2 separate regions of the Rattus norvegicus genome follow, and region 2 is linked to region 1. Evidence: chromatin contacts called from public Hi-C data. All regions are on one chromosome and are shown on one strand. Each heading gives the region's core, a stretch centred on a gene start, on an enhancer-like site or on the middle of the called end of the contact. The rest is flanking DNA. Distances are from core to core; before and after follow the strand shown.

Region 1 (2,832 bases), core at 263-2,762:
AATGCTGTCTACAAATTGATGAGCCATTCAGTCTAGCCTCCATTTTTCAGATGAGGCTTTTCAGGGTTAGCTAAGCCAAGAAGCAGGTTCAAAGTCACACCTTAAAATGAACCTGGCCTTCAAAGTCACCCTGAGAGCATTACAGCAGCACACACTTAGAGTAAATAAGAATGATGCAGAACTAGTCAGTTTTAAACACCGGTGACAAATAGAACTGATTGTATTTTAAATATTCTATACACACTGTCAAACTTTCAAAGGCTAACCTAACCTGTATATGTGCCCTGTCGTCAGTAACTGAAATATATCACTTTACATTTCTTAATTCCACCACCTCCCTCCCTCCCTCCCTCCTACCCTCCCTCCCTCCCTCCCTCCCTCCCTCCCTCCCTCCCTCCCTCCCTCCCTCCCTTTCTTTTCAGTTTCCATTTGGGGTCTTTAGCTTCCTATTTAAAAAAAAAATCTGGGCTGTCATGTCTGCACATAAGCTTGGCGAGTCACTCCAACCTCAAAGTTCTTCCCTGCAAGGAAAACATTCCGAGCAGAAAGACTGTGCTCTGTTTCAAATGCATACTGGCATCTGGAAGAGTAAATATTCTTGGATCTTGTAGAACAATTGGCAACAGTTGGCACGGGTTCTAAAGGCCTGGTGTGATTGTCTTAAAAATCAGCTCAAAGGTGTCCCTGTCCCTCCACCTGTCTGTGGATTATCTCCCTGACCAGGTACACTGAACAATACAATACCCGCCATCGGCTCTCAGCACAGCATTGTCACAATCATCCACAGTTAGAAAAATCTGAACAGGATGTTAGAGGGTTGCATGCCCAGGACACCATCGTGGTTCTCTGTAAGGAGTTACTATCAAATATGCCTCTAGCTTTTAGAATCCTTTATGAGAAAGGCTATTGCACAAAGTCCAAAGATTGGCTTTCCTTAACACTGCAAATCAAAACCAAGTTAAAGACTCTCTTTCTCCACGGATACTCAATGTTTTTTCGATTCCACTAAGGCCACAACCATTTAGCCTCAAAGACGCGCGATGATTTGACACGTCATTTGGAAGGCGTGATCTTGTTTTATTTACTCATTCTTTCTCTGTCTCATTTAAAAATATGCCGTTTCCCAAATTTGGGGGGGGGGGTGCGAGTTATTAAAAAAAAGTAAGCAAAACCAAACCAAACCAAAAAACAAAATCCTCCAAATAAAAAAACAAAAACAAAACAAAACAGCCAAAATCAAACAAACAAACAAACAACAACAAAACCACGCCGGAATAAGAGGAATCTCCGATCTGAGGAAACACCAGGGATGAAAGCGTCAGCCTAAGCCCTGGAAACGGGGATCACGTGGGGCTATCCCCGGCAGCAGATCCTGGACGTCACCCACGCTGGCCCGTGCGTGCGGCGAGTGAGTGGCCCCGGGTCTCCGCGGCCGCGGCGCCGGGACGCCCTTCCTGACAGCCGGTCCCCCGGCACGTAGTGATCGCCTGACTCAGCGCTGAGTCACCGCTCCCGCGGTTCCGGTTTCGCCCTGCACGGCCAGAGGCTGCCCCGCTCCGTGCACTCCGGTGCGGAGCCCTCAGTGCTGCAGACCCGTCTCCCCACTTCTTGGAGCAGCACAAGGTTTACAGCTTTTGAATCCTGACCAAGCCAAGCTTGCGTTGTTTTCTTTGCCTTAAGGGCTGACTTGTCTAGGGATCAAATTCTTCCCGGAAGCTTGTTGGCTTAAATCCCCGGCTTTGTCCTTGAACAGTGACTTTGTGATGACCTCCGTTCGGATTTTCTTTTTTTCTTTTTCTTTTTCTTTTTTCTTTTTCTTTTTACTTCTGCGGTTCCAAACTTGTCCTATTTTTGCCCTCTGTTTCCTAAGGTTATCTTTTCAGTGTGTTTGGTAACTAATCTTGTCACAAAGCCACACTGTAGTGACGCAAGTCAGGTTGGAATCTGGCACGGTGTGCGGACAGTGACTTACTGTAAAATTCAGGGCCTTCATCGCGACATCCTATCTGTCATCTAAGGCACTGATTAGCTGCCTTGCCCTTGGAGAGGTCGGGGGATTTAGACGGCCTGTTGAAATCTGTCTTTATAGCAGGTTCATTGCTTCCTCCTAGGAGTTTAAAATGAAGAAAAGGATAGATAAGGATTTCTCCAAGTGTAGCTTGGACCACCTGTCCCAGAAGCACAATTTTACTCCAAACTGGAGTTGCAGATGTCCTGGATAAAAACTAGAAACCGGCCACCTACCAGTGGAACATGTCATGTGCAAATCTTACCAGAGGATAGGAGGGAAGTATTTTTCCTAGACTGACCACAGACCACTCTCTTGAAACTGATTTTGAATTCTGGTGGAAAGCAACAGAATTTCTAACTAGGTCGTTTTTGTTGTTGTTTTGTTACTGTTTTTGTTTTTGTGTTTGCCTGTATACTCTACAGAGATTTCTTTCTTTTTGCTTATAATTTTAGGTATATAATAATATAATTAAGGCTTAGAATATAGTTTAGGGGTAGAGTATGCCCTGAGTATGCAGGGTTTTCTGAGTTTGACCCCAGCACTGCAAATGAATGGATGAATAGATGAATGGATGAATGGATGAATGAATGAATGAATGAATGAATATTAGTTAAATTTTTGATATTTCAAAGCAGAGCAATGTTGCCCCCAATAGATTTAATACTGGAATTACCCACAGAGCTTTATGATACCACTTCAGGGCTCAGATTTTGGCCCTAAAAAATGCCACCCCGAATGCTACCTTTACATTTCGAAGGCCTCTGAGTCCACCTATGGACAGTTTTAAACACTGCTATTCACAAGAGCGATATAAACCTACC
Region 2 (2,898 bases), core at 346-2,845, 180 kb after region 1:
GTCATACAACAGCAGGCTATCAGTGTGGACCTTGATCTTAGTTCTGTGAGAATGTAGTTATCCAAAGTTGGCCTAATGCCCCACCTTTCTACTTAGAGTACATGCTGGTTCAGGCAGAGGGAAATGGTCCTTCAGCCCTCACAATACTCAGCATAAATGTCACCTACTATGGCATATCTTAAAGCTGATGGTTTACTCATTTCAATCATTGGTCCTACAGGGGTGTGGTGGTCCTTCTCTAGGTATTAACAGTGCCAGTGAACGTCTACTATGCGTACACAGAGGTGCCCATGTATTCTTGAGACTACAAACTTTTAGGTCACTTTGTAGCTTTTTCCTTCCAAAACAGATAATGTACTTAGATTAAATATCATCATATAGGCTGTATTCTGATTAAAGAATTTGCCTCCCCTTACTCTCATTCTGTTTTTAAGAATAGTTAGTGACCCATGGACCTCCTGTGTGTTAAATAAATGTTCTACCCCTGAATCATATTTCAGCTGCATGCTATAATTCTCATTGTATGTATCTATGCACATATTCATTTTATAAGATGATGAACAAAATAATTATATGTAAAAGCATTCTTGGTAATTTTAGTGAATTATTTTAGTCTAAGAGATTCTTTTTTCACTTTGCAAAATAAGAAAAATGTTTTCATTTGTTTCATTTGATAATTTTCAGGACGCAACATCTTTCCATTTCACAAAAGCACTAAAAAGTCTGCTTAAAATTTTGCTGTAGGTATATCCCTTAGTTATACTACCTAAGCATATTTGCAAAATTAATTTAAAATTGCCATTACTGAACTTGAGAAGGGGTAAAATAATTTTTTAGTCACTGAAATTGTCTTACATTAAGAGGAGACTGTTTAACCATCAATTTCCCTGCTCAGTTGAACTAATGTATAGATACATTATGCCCCATATATGTGGATCATTTCTCCATGGTTGCCATCTGAGTATAACTATCTATAAAGAACACATTTTTGCAGTTACTCCATATTGCTGAAGAGACGCAAGTAAATATTTTTCTTCTATATGTACATTCCAGCCATATTTTGAGTATTAAATATTTAACTCCCACCACACTATTCTAAGACTTTGTACACTCATGATGTACACAAACTCATCTATATGTAGACTCTTAAATTTTGAATGTTGACACTTGGTGCTTTGCATTCATTAAATGTCTGTTGCCTCTAAGGCTTGACTTACCTGCAGACTATTGAAAATGACAAAGAGAACCAACATCCAGAAGTGTCGGTAGGCCATATGCAGTCCTCCCCAAAGCCACGTCAGAGAAATCAGGGCGAAGAGATATAAAATCAGAGGAATTTCTGGAAATCACAAAGAAGACAAGGAAAAATGTTCAGAACACTGCATGATCAATCACATGTAAACACAGTACTAGTTTGGATTCCTCATGATAGATGGTCTATACCCTAATACTCATGCAGGGAACAACCTTGGAAATCCTTTTCCTGTGTGGAGAAGGGAAGGCATTGCACAGAGCCACATAGTTTCTGGTTTTTAAACGAGTCTGCTTGAAGGGGGAAGGAAGACATTTGTCCCTGCCGAGGCTACCACCTACTGGACTGTGTGGGAAGTGGCAGGAGCAAGTACAAAGATTTTGTGAAGACTAGGGTGTAGCCCTGTGCTCCCCAGTGAGCGCACTCCAGCATGGCATTTAAACCATAAGGTTTAAAGTTCTTTGTGTTACTCAGCTTTTATCCATCGAGAAGACAACAAAATGTACTGTGATTGTTCTGAGCAGAGATGAAGTGACTAACTCACTGGCCATCAGAAAACGTTCTACCCACCATGTTCTTCTGCAGCTGTCCTGATGGTTTCCATATTAAGTACACCACACAATGGGTTACTTGTGCCACTGGAGCTCTAAATTGACTTTATTAATTTTTGTGTATGAGTGTTTGCCTACATGTTTTGTATGACCTGCAGGCAGCACCTGTTGAAGCCACAAGAGGGTGTCGGATCCTGGGTAACTGGAGTTACAGACAGCCTCGAGTCACGTTGTGTGTGCTGGGAATTGAACCTGGATCTTCTGAAAGGGCGGCAGAGCTCTCAACTACTGAGATATCATTTTCTCCAGCTTCTCTGACAGTGATTCTGGGACACAGGACTATTGTCATTTCCACTTGTCTCCTTTGATTTAGTGAGGGAATGTTATTTGAGATTTTTTTTTCAATCTTTATTAACTAGAGTACTTCTTATTTACATTTCGATTGTTATTCCCCTTCCAGGTTTCTGGGCCAACATCCCCCTAACCCCTCCCCCCTTCTCTATGGGCGTTCCCCTCTCTATCCTCCCCCTATTACCGCCCTTCCGCCAACAATGACGTTCACTGGGGGTTCAGTCTTGGCAGGACCAAGGGCTTCCCCTTCCACTGATACTCTTACTAGGCTATTCATTGCTATCTATGAGGTTGGAGCCCATGTATAGTCTTGGGGTAGTGGGTTAGTCCCTGGAAGCTCTGCTTGGTTGGCATTGTTGTTCATATGGGGTCTCAAGCCCCTTCAAGCTCTTTCAGTCATGTCTCTAATTAATTCAACGGGGGTCTCGTTCTCAGTTCAGTAGTTTAATGATGGCATTCACCTATGTATTTGCTGTATTCTAGCTGTGTCTCTCAGGAGAGATCTACATTCGGTTCCTGTCAGCCTGCACTTCTTTGCTTCATCCATTTTATCTAGTTTGGTGGCTGTATATGTATGAGCGGCATGTGGGGCAGGTTCTGAATGGGTATTCCTTCTGCCTCTGTTCTAAACTTTGCCTCCCTATTCCCTCCGAAGGGTATTCTTGTTCCCCTTTTAAAGAAGGAGTGAAGCATTCGCATTTTGGTCATCCTTCTTGAGTTTCATGTGTTCTGTGCATCTAGGGT

What was found. Hi-C and Micro-C count contacts between places; a contact is called where the count stands out from the background.
Region 2: a Hi-C map of liver shows a contact between it and region 1, with 3 times the contacts expected there. The contact joins two enhancer-like sites. A contact is called at or near these places in 7 of 12 Hi-C or Micro-C datasets (the Rat2 cell line, Schwann cells, frontal cortex and 3 more).

What each region holds. Positions count from the first base shown.
Region 1 is chr2:12,951,314-12,954,145 of GRCr8, forward strand. No RefSeq gene overlaps it. Among named protein-coding and RNA genes, the nearest start is that of Arrdc3, 80 kb to the left of the region's middle. Within about 2 kb of position 1,513, at least 84 of the 93 cell types and tissues checked have an H3K27ac peak or open chromatin away from gene starts, as enhancers often do.
Region 2 is chr2:13,130,051-13,132,948 of GRCr8, forward strand. Adgrv1 (adhesion G protein-coupled receptor V1) reads right to left here. Exons shown (of 91, transcript XM_039103389.2): 88 at 1,218-1,339. Among named protein-coding and RNA genes, the nearest start is that of Rnu1-149, 3.7 kb to the left of the region's middle. Within about 2 kb of position 1,596, at least 21 of the 93 cell types and tissues checked have an H3K27ac peak or open chromatin away from gene starts, as enhancers often do.